2 separate regions of the Sus scrofa genome follow, and region 2 is linked to region 1. Evidence: chromatin contacts called from public Hi-C data. All regions are on one chromosome and are shown on one strand. Each heading gives the region's core, a stretch centred on a gene start, on an enhancer-like site or on the middle of the called end of the contact. The rest is flanking DNA. Distances are from core to core; before and after follow the strand shown. Region 1 holds the start of PPP1R16B (protein phosphatase 1 regulatory inhibitor subunit 16B). Region 2 overlaps PPP1R16B (protein phosphatase 1 regulatory inhibitor subunit 16B).

Evidence for each region. Hi-C and Micro-C count contacts between places; a contact is called where the count stands out from the background.
Region 2: a contact with region 1 is called in a Hi-C map of liver, with 4 times the contacts expected there. The contact joins the enhancer-like site here to the promoter of PPP1R16B in region 1. A contact is called at or near these places in 10 of 47 Hi-C or Micro-C datasets (alveolar macrophages, blood, brain and 4 more) and 1 of 2 datasets of contacts at active chromatin or transcription factors (skeletal muscle).

The regions. Positions count from the first base shown.
Region 1 is chr17:41,751,515-41,756,707 of Sscrofa11.1, forward strand. It overlaps PPP1R16B (protein phosphatase 1 regulatory inhibitor subunit 16B), which reads left to right and starts at 2,183. Exons shown (of 11, transcript XM_003134439.6): 1 at 2,183-2,304.
Region 2 is chr17:41,817,331-41,822,523 of Sscrofa11.1, forward strand. The region is part of intron 2 of PPP1R16B (protein phosphatase 1 regulatory inhibitor subunit 16B); the gene reads left to right. Among named protein-coding and RNA genes, the nearest start is that of FAM83D, 49 kb to the right of the region's middle. Within about 2 kb of position 3,226, at least 11 of the 83 cell types and tissues checked have an H3K27ac peak or open chromatin away from gene starts, as enhancers often do. A contact at or near this core is called in liver, where this site is marked.

The DNA of each region.
Region 1 (5,193 bases), core at 933-3,432:
CTGAGCGAGGCCAGGGATCAAACCCACATCTTCATGGATGCTAGTCTGGTTCGTTACCACTGAGCCACAATGGGGACTCCCAGCCTTCTGTTTTGAATTAATTTTTATACAAGGTGTGAGGTCGAGGTCCAGCCTCGTTCTTTTGCACATAGAAATCCAGTGGTACCAGGAGTTCCCACTGTAGTGCAACTGGATCAGCAGCGTCTCTGTAACACCAAGATACAGGTTCGATACCCAGCCCGACTCAGTGAGTTAAAGGATGTGGCTTTGCCCCAGTTGCAGCTTAGGTCACAACCGTGGCTTGGATCTGATCCCTGGCTTGGGAACTCCATGTGTTGTGGGCCAGCCAAAAAAAGAAAAAGAAAAAAAAAAATGAAGAAGAAGAAAAAAGAAATCCAGTTGTCCCAGCACCATTGGTTGAAAAGACTATTCTTTCCCCATTGAGTTGTCTTGCCACTCTTGTTGAAAATCAAGTGGTCATAAAAGTAAAGGCTTATATCTGGAATCTCAATTTTATTCCATTGATCCATGTCTGTCCTTATACCCTACTGCACGGTCTTAATTACTGTAGCTTTGAGGTACATTCTGAAATCAGGAAGTGTGTGTCTTCTGCCTGATTCTGTATATACTTGAACTTTTGATATCAAACGTGGTGAGCGGTGTCAGTGCACCACACAGCGTGGGGTCTGGGCCCATACTCCAGGCAGCCTGTCAGGAAAGCAGGCTCCAAGTTCCCCACATGCCTCGGAGAGATGGATTCCTGCCCTCTCAGCCTACAGCTCTTTGGGATAAATCAATGGAAACATTCTGCAGAGAACAATGATCCCCTTGGGTTATTTTAAACATCACTTTAAATCTTCCCCACCTATTCTAGTCTCTAATTGCTCCTACTGTAACAGTGTCATTCACGACTGGATTATTAATGAACTGGGAGGAAGCCAGGGGGCAAATTGGGGAGAGGCTTTCAGAGAAACTGGGAGTTGGGGGACCGGGATAAACCCTATCTAGAGGTTTTCACTTCCCCAAGAAAGGTTATGGAGTTTCCTCAGCAAACAGGAAATCACAAAACTCAGTTTATGCTGTCAGCCTTGGAAAAACGTGGCTGTGTGATAATGAGTAAGACAGTTCTTCCAACAAGACTGCTGGGAATTGAATTAACCAGGTGTCACCCCCAAACCCCACAAACATAAACCTTCTCCTTGCCCCACTGGCTGGCCTTGGGGTGCCTTGGGCTCTAATCTGGAGGCTGAGAAAGCTCAGGAAACAAGGCCCTTTGTGGAGAAGAGAACTCTATTGTTCTAAAGCCAATGTTCAGCGGGTGTGGATTCCAGAGAATGTTTGAGGATGGATTTTTCCCCCTTTTGTTTGTTAACTTTCGCTCCTCTTCCTAGGGGGTTGGGGGTGGGGTGGAGAGAAGGGTCCTCTCACCAGCAGCTTTCAGATAGTTAAGGCCATTGTCCTGTGAAGAAAAGATGGTGCTCAGAGCAGGGGCCTTCAGATCAGGAAAGGGGCTTGAACTCGACAACAGAAGCCACCGGGTGTGTTTTGCCTTGTATTGTTAGCACTAGATCTCAGGGAGGCAGCCCCTTTCTAGACTCTGCACCTCCCCAGTAGTTGCAGAAGTCAGTGGAGGTCCCACCACTCCCTTCCTCCTCCACTTCACCTCCTTCCAGAAAGAGGAAATGATGCGATTCTATGCCGCAGGCCAGGGCCCCCATGCTCCCACTAATCTGGCTCCTCGCCTGCGGCCCCCGCCAGCTGGAAGACCCGCTCCCACTGATCTGTCCCCAGGGCAAGGCCTGGTTGGGCTCCTGGACGTCCTAAGAAGCCTTCAGACTCAAGCTGCACAGGCCTTCGGAATAGGTGCTAATGCTGTGTGACCTTGGGTGCTTTTCGTGCTGCTCTCTGGGCTTGGTATGCTCTTCCATCAAATGGGAGCAAGAATGCAGTCCTGGGCTTCCCTTTTTCAAAGTGGTGTTGGAGGGTGGGAGGAAGACCAAAAGGAAAACTCTGAACTCTGGTCGCGTCTCATTCGCCTTCAATTTCCAGCTGCTCAAAGGGTGCGGAGGGCACCCGGGGAAGCGGGGACCCTTCCCGGAGCCCTGCCGCCTGTCAGGTCGAGCGGAGCGCGCCCACCCCCTTCCCGCGAGCTCAGGCCCCGCCTTGGGGGAGGAGCCGAGGGGCGGCGCGGAGGCTGGCGGCCGAGCCCGGCAGGCTTCTGTCGCCGCACCGGCAGCGGTGGCTCGGGGACTGACAGACCGAGCCAGGGCAGCGAGCCGCCCGGGGCAGGGCTCGGGAGAGCGGGTGAGTTCCCCGGCGGGTGCTGCCTACACCCGCTGCGCTCTGCGGCTTGACCGGGCGGGGAGGTGGTCGCAGCCTCTGGGGGTCTGGCTGGGGGTGATAGTGGCGCTTTGGCTGAGGGCCGGCAGCAGAAGATAATTGGGGTGGGGGGGTGGGGCAGACTGGAAAAGCGGGTACCCGGAGCGCAGGGCAGGGCAGTTGGGCTGGGGTGGGGGGCGTTCTCCTGGGTCTAGGGCGCCAGAGACGAGGCCGAGGTACCGGGCGCATTGGCACGTTGTTGGCTGGGGCCGCCGTGGCCGGATGTTGGGGCGGGCAGGGGGTTTCTCGGCGGGTTCTGGGCTCTTGGGCCGCCGTCTGCCGGGGGGCGCAGTGCCAGGCAGCGCGAGTCACAACTAGCATCAAACAGCCCCGGCGCCCCAGCCTCGGGCCAGGCTCGGCGGCGCCGCCCCCTCGCGTGGCGGCACTTGGTCCCCAAAGGCGGTGGGCAGGGCGCCGGGAGCGCTTCTGCCCGGGCGGGAAAGGTCCCCAGGGCAGGCGCCCCCGCGTGCAGTCCCGCCCCCTGCAGGATCCATCTGACAGCGTCCGTTGGTCCCAGGGAGACCCGCCTGTGGTTGTTCCTGGCCTCTCCAAAGGGCCGCCGTGAGTCCGCGGCTCGGCCCCCTGCGCCGGGAACGCTCCTCTCCTCCCGAGTCCCGCGCCTCGATTCCTGCCGGAGGAGCGCCCCCGAGCGCCTACGATGGGCAGAAACTGTGCAGCCTTCCCGGGAGAGGTCGCATAGAAGGGGCTCCCCAAGGTCACCCGCAGCGCCCAGGCTCAGCTACCCAGACCGCTCCGAATGGAGAGCCAGGAGTGGGGGAGGTGGCTTTCGCTGCCCGCCTCCTTTCCTGAGGCCGACTGCCTCCCTCCCTCCTCCTCCTCCAGTCCGGACCGGCTTAGCGGGAGATGCTGATGGGGCAGCTCCCAGCCTCGGGCGGAAAATTGAGCCAAGATAGCCTTGAATCTGGTCCTCCCGGGAGAGCCGCGTGCAAAGCCCAAGACCCGGTGCTCCCAGGCATCTCAGGAGCCCAGGGAGGGAGACGCGGCTGCATAAGCGCTTCTCAGAATCGAAAGCCGAGCTGCTTGCGCGCCCATGTGATTGGATTCCACATAATGGGCCCCTGTTTTCGCTGTCAGAAGCGCCCACCAGCTCCCGGCAGCCTTGGACTCCAGGTGCCGCCTCTGAATCGCCCTCTGTGGTGCGCCCGGGGCCCCGAGGTGTCCGGCGCCCTTGCCCGCAGGGCTCTCCGTTAGCCGCCTCGGCCCGGGGGTACTTGTCTGTGGGCCCTGCCATTTCCTGTGGCTGGTGGAGCACCGGAGAAAAACCCTCTATCTGGGAGGCCTCCTCCTAGCCTGGTAATAAAGCTTCTTAGCTCAGCCAGTGACTAGCTTCCTGCCCCGGGGTAAGACACTCGGCCTCGGAGCAGCTTCAGTTGCCTCTAGGAAATGGGGCTGATCAGGCCGTAGGAGGATGGGGAGAGGACCGTGTGCGGGGCCGGGTGCAGCGCGGCTCGGCAGCGGGAACGCTCCGAGGTTGATAGCGGCGCCTTTCAAAATGGTTTGGAGTGGGGCGTGTCTCTCGTTAGGCAGGAGCAGAAGCGGAGCCCTGGTGGGTGGTTCTGCAGGGGCTGGGGGAGTTTCCACATCTTCCTCCCTCAGCTCTGTCATAAAGAGGCAGCTTGCAGGCGGCTGGTGGGCGCCAGTGAGTCCTTTCAGCTCTCAGCCTGCTCCCAGGGCCTTCCCACACAACTCCAGCCCCTCATCTCCCACCTGCCCCAGGGTGTTGGAGGCGAGATGTCACCCAAGTCGCTTTGGACCTTCAACTTTGTTCGTTCCTGCCACCTGGAGTCTATCTAAGAGGACTCCCCCCTCCCTGGAAACTTCCTGACCCCTCTCTTGGTCCCAGCTTTTCCCAGCCTCTGAAATGTCTTTCTTCAGGAAGACCAACTGATCCTTCCTACCCCTCTTTTGGTCTCCATCTGCTGCGCCATTCATCAGCCGGCTGTGTGCTGGGGCTCCTTGCATCCTTGTGCTCTCTGAATCTCCCCAGGTATGGAGGGACGTGGCAGGCAAGGCCCAGCACATGCTCAGACTTCCTTCTTTTTTTGGTAATTGACACTGGAGTGGAGGTTAAATTCGAATCCAGCTGTTAAGTATGCTCAGAAGCCTGAGCCACAGGGCTAAGAGGATGCTGACGCAGGAAGGTGGATTTTCCCCAAAAACAATGACCTACAGAGCCTATTTGGATTCTTCAGAAACTAGGGACCCAGGTTCTTCTCAAAACTAGTTCCATACCCAGAGTCAACTTTCTCCAATCAACAGAGGCTGCAGCCAGCCTGGTTTTGTAGGTCACAGAAGGCACATACCTGGATTCCTGTGCTGCGTTTGGACCCTCACCCAACCTTGACCCCTCTCCCAACCTTGACCCTCTCCCAATCTAGCCACCCCACCCTCATGCCACCTGCACCCAGGACTTGAAGCACTTGGTCCATAGTAGGTCCCAAGTGGCATTCTTCCAGCAGAGGCTAGGATGACCTTCTTTTATCCCAGGTATATCCCGAGTACCACTTAGAAACTGGGATTTAAGAAGGTCTTGGACAAGCCTGCCTCCTACAGAAAGCCACAGTTTGAAAACCAATAGAGCCAATTTGTCTAGCTTGCATTGTAGCTTTCTGCTTAAAAGCTAGGTAAATTGTTTACTCTCTCTGACTCCTGGTTTTCACATCTGTAAAGTGGAAGTAATAGTACTGCCTGCTCTGTGGGGTTGGGAGGATTCTGTGAGCCCACGATGCGTAGAAAGTGCTTAGTATGGCACCTGGCACCGGCAGGAATGCAGGAAATGGTTCTCGTCACCAT
Region 2 (5,193 bases), core at 1,976-4,475, 67 kb after region 1:
AGCATATAATCAGTACAAAAAATTACTGAGACATTTTCTGTCTTTTTTTTTTTTTGGTTCTAAATCTTCCAGGTCAGTCCAGTGTGCGTGTTACACTCAGCGCAAATATTTCAGTCGAGGTTTTGCACATCCAGAGAGCCCCACAGCCCTGCGCGGCAGGTGGCACCTTACGGGCCACCGTGAAGGGTGAGGGGCACCCTGGCTGCTGAGGGCACTTAATTCAGGGTCAAGGAAGTGGTACCTTCCTTCATGTATGCTTCAGCACACTGAATATTTGCTCAATGTTTGTGATTGTTGAGTGTCTCCTGCACTGGTATGGGGGCTGGTTGGGGACCTAGTTGGTGGCAGGAAGGGAGGGATATTCCAGACTGAGGGCAGGGCAGAGTGCAGGCTCAGGGAGGGCAGGGCTGGAGTCTGCCTTGTTCACTGCTTTGTGCTCACACCTGGCACGGAGTTGGTGCCTCGTGGATATTTGTGGGGAAGGAGGAAGGGGGAAGAGGAGTTGGGTGCTCCTAGAGCATCGGAGACACAGGAAGGAATGGGAGAGGAGAGGGAGCGTCAGGGTCACTCGTGGCGTGGGAGGATGTGTCAAACCATCGATTGCAGGCCCTCCCCCGGAGCTCCCGATCCAGTAGGTCTGAAGTAGAGCCACAGGATTTATGCTTCTAGCAAATTCCCAGGTGATGCCGTTGCTGCTGGGACCACACCGTGAGAACCACTGGGCTGGCTCCTGGCAGAGCCGAGGCAATGGGGAGCCATGGGAGGTTTCTGAGCAGGAGAGAAGCACACTCAGGGCTGTGCTTTAGGAAACTCTATGTGGCCGCTGTCTCCTGCCCCACCTCTCTCCAGCCCATCCACGGTACCTCAGCTCAGAGGATGCCTCAAGACCCGGTCCCATCCTCACACAGTGGGGAAGATGAGGTCGTGCCCCCAGAACAAGAGAAGAGACCAAGGTGACGACTGACGTGTCTTTAGCACCGTGGGTGGAAATAGAAACCCTTAGTCAGCTGTAGGCTTTAGTGAAGAATTTCCCTGGTTCACAGAAATTCGACTGGCTGGGAGGGAAGGGGGCTTAGTTTCTCGAGCATCTAGGAGACCTGGACTGGTGGCTGAGTGGTTCTGACTCAGGGTCTCTCGTGAGGTTGTAGTCAGTGTGTCACCAGGGCTCCCATCCCCTGAGGGCGCTTGACTGGGGCTCCAAGCTCTGATTCCACCATGGCTCTGGCATGGCTGTTGGCAGGAGGCCTCAGTCCCTCTCCAAGAGGTCTTGCCAAGACTGCTGCAGTGTCTTCACAACAAGGCAGCTTCTTCTCCAGAGTGAGTGGGCCAGGGAGCAGGATGGAACCTGCAAGGTCTTCTGTGACCCAGCCTCACAGTCACACACCGTTCTGTGGTGACACATGTCAGTCAGTCCTGTTCCGTGTGGGAAGCGACGGTGTGAGAGCGCATCTTAGGCGGAAGGACTGCATCTTGGAGACTGGCTGCTCAGCCCACAAGACGTCGACGATGTCCAGCCCATGGAGCCACTGTTTGGTGTCTTGGAGCTTGAAGCCTGGGCTTCATGTCCCTATGGGATGCCTGCTGGGAGGGGAGTGCCAACTAGGTAGATGATAATAGTAATAATACTATAAGCAAATAATAAATAATGACATTAATTCTTACATCAATATAACCTACCTCTCAGGTACGCGTATGAGGCTCTAGCTCCTCTTTTCCAGATGGAGGTTCAGATGGAGGAGATGACGTGCCTGGGGTTGGATCACTGGGAAATGAGGTCTGAATTCTCAGCCCCTCCACCCATGTTTCCATGCCGGGTGCAATGCTTAGGTAGACTTCCTGTCCCTCAACGGTACATTTTGGTGACCCCTCTCCAAGGTGGGAATGATTGTAGCAAAGAGCAAAGGACGGACCAGCCCCTTTATCCCTCTGGCTCAGAGCCTGCTTCCGAGTGTGCTGGCGGAACCGGAAACGGGAAGGCTCTGGGCTGCAGATCCCCAGCTCTCAAGACCTGGGGTCGGGTTCAGCTCTAAGACATGCACTGAAATCATTATGGTGGAGCAAGCATGGAATTCATCTGGAGTCTCCTACCAGATGACCTGGGGCAAGTTAATTAAACTCACTGTGCCTCAGTATCCACATTTGTAAAATAGCATCAATCAGAGAGGCAGCCTCTCTCCTGCCCAGGGCAGTGGGAGGGTCTCAGTGAGCTAATTCCTGCAAAGGGCTAGGCCTGCAGTAACTGCTCAACAGCTGTGAGCTCCTGCTGTCACCGGCTGGTTAGACGCTGATGTATCTGCTCTCGGTTCCCACGTCTGGCTGAGTCCTGGGGACAGGAGGGTTGAGACCAATCCATTGCCATTTGTTACTAGGTCCCAGAACTGAGGATATTGCCAACAAATGATCCCATGTCCCATATACTTAACTCTGCCTCCAGAAGCTGCCCTGGTCCTTTCCCAGCTGGGCCTTCTTTTGCTAAGAACAGTGGGTTCCAGAAGCTCTGGAAAACCTGCAGACTTGCTCCTCTCCTAGTGCAGCCAGCTCCTCTCTGATAAGAGAGTGGATTTTTCCATTTCCTGCAGCAAAAATGCTCCTGCTTCCCCCCTGCCCACCCAGCTGTCCTGGTTTCTGCTCCTGAGCAGGAAGAAGCTGGGTATCTCGACATCCTGAGAGATGGTGCAGCAGGAGGGGAGAGTACGAAGACTGGGGCCCTGGGACAGGTGGGCCTGGGTGGCAGGCAGCGTGCCCTACCCGGAGACAGACGTCTCCGGCCTGCTGCCACAAGGCAGATCCTCCGTATCAACAATGACAAAACCAAATACCAGCAAATAAAACCCCCAGCCAGCAAACAGGATGCAGGGTCCGGATAAAAATACCAGCTTTTTTTTGCAGCTGCAGCCTCCACCGTGCAGGTTGCAGAAGGTCACGCTCTTGACAGGAAACTCGGCTGCTCTCAGGGCTGCGGGGGAGAGGCGGCTGAGTTGGGGTGGGGGGTGAGACGGTGGGGAGAAAGGTGAGTGACAGCTGGCTTCTGGGGGCTTGTGCCCCCCTCATTCCTTGGCAGGTGAAGACACTGAGCCTGACCTGCTCAGGCCCCTCTTGGCCACGGTCCCATGGTCCACCTTGGCCATACATTGATTTCTTTGTCTCCTAGCTGAGACTTTTACTGTGAGGATTAAGTGACTGTGTGGTTTTCAATGTGCTTTGTTAGCGGAAAAGCGCTGCACCAGAGATCAGCAAACTTTTTCTGCAAAGGGCCAGATAAGAGATATTGCAGATTCTGTGAGCCGTACACTCTATTACTACAGAGAAAGCAGCCATAGGCCACGCATAAATAGAAGAGTGTGTATTTCAATTAAATTTCACTTACGGACACTGATATTTGCCTATCGTATAATTTTCGTGGGTCACAAAATATTACTCTTTTTTGATTTTTTTCCCCAACCATTAAAAAAATACATAAAGCATTCCCTCTCTCTCTCTCTCTCTCTCGGCCATGCTCACCTCATGTGGAAGTTCCCGGGCCAGGGATCAAACCCAAGCCACAGCAGTGATGATGCTGAATTCTTAAACTGCAGAAAAAATTCTTAACATGCAGGCAGTTCATAGGGGCAAGATTTGGCCATGGGGCCACATTTTGCCAGCCTCTTTGCAATGCAAAGGGGTTATTATTATTATTGCTGTTTAACTTCCTACCCAAGGAATCTCAGCTTCACAATCTCCTCCATGTGGTCAGTCAGCTTGAAACTTCATTTCTCCCCAAGAGACTCTTAGCAGAAATGTAGTGCTAAGACCTACATTCATCATTTGGTGGAGGGTTTTTGTTTTATAGTGCAATTAGAAAATCCTGATTATAAAGGTACATAGTTTTAAATGTTTGGAAAATTCTGGCAACCATAAAATAAAAATCACTGATAACTGTAGTTAATACCTTATTTTTTTTTCCAGTGAGAAATGTGTGTCTGCGTTCCTTTCCAACTGAGACTGCATTGAATGAATGTATAGTTTTGGTTTTTTGTTTTTCCATTCTATGTTATAGCATTTTCCTATGTCGTTAAAAATTCCTCCAAGATAGCAGCTGTGGAATATTCCATTATATGGATGTCCCATATTTTGCCTAAGCTGTCTCAAAACATCTAGACATTTGGGTTGCTTCCAGTATTTCTGAATGATAAGCAATGTGTATAACCTTTGCCTCCACGCCCACTCTCCCCTCACCTGATCATTTTTAAAGGTGTGTATGTGTTGAAGAGTCTTAGGAAAAACTGTGGTTTTGACTTACACACTGACCATTTTTCTTGCATTGAATTTTGCTTTGCTGCTAATGATTTTGTAAGGTTTTCTAACTGATAATTATTTTCTCCACCCCATTGCTGGCTCTGGGCAACCACTGATCTGCTTTTGGTTTATGATTTCATTTTGAAGTATTTTTTAAAATCAACCTAAAGCTGATTACCTCCTCTTCTTGCCCTTAATTCCATTCTACATCATAGCGCTATTGCCAACCCCATTTTCCTTGTGTTTGCATTCTCCTGTTTTGTGTTTGAGCTTTCATTTATTTTCAGTCTCTCTGCTATTTGGTTGGGATGCATATCTGGTTCACAGGACACAGTTGGTTTGTTTTTGGTTTTTCTTTTTGGCGTTGAAATTTTTACTACTTTGCAGGGGAGGATAAATGATTTTGTTTATTGTGAGATGTTTGCATTTTGGTCGTCTTATTTCCTGCTTTGCGGCATTTGTGTTTCTATGTTACTTCTTTCCTTTTTGACTTTCATGAATGCTATGTTTATTTCCTTTTATCTTTTCCATTGATGTGATAAATCCTGATTTTAATTTCTCCAGTGGTTACCTTTAAGTTTTTCAAAAATCGTGTTTAATTTCCTTGGCCAGACAGGCAGAAGGAAACCCAGAGTGGAATTTGTCCCTGTCCGTGTTAACCCTGGGTTGAAGGAGAGAAGCAAGACACAGCATCTTGAGGAGAAAATTGGGAGCTGGGCAGACAGGCATGGGGCGGCGGGGGCGGGGGTTATAGGACAGGAGAAGGGGGTCAGGGAGACCAGACAGCAGGTTCATCTTGAACCTGGGCAGGTGGGAGCTGGAGGCATTTCCCCCTTCACAGGGAGCTTGTTTTCTTTGCCTAAATATTGATAGGAATGGATTTTCTTCTTGGTTGTATTGGGGTGAGGCTCTTTTGTC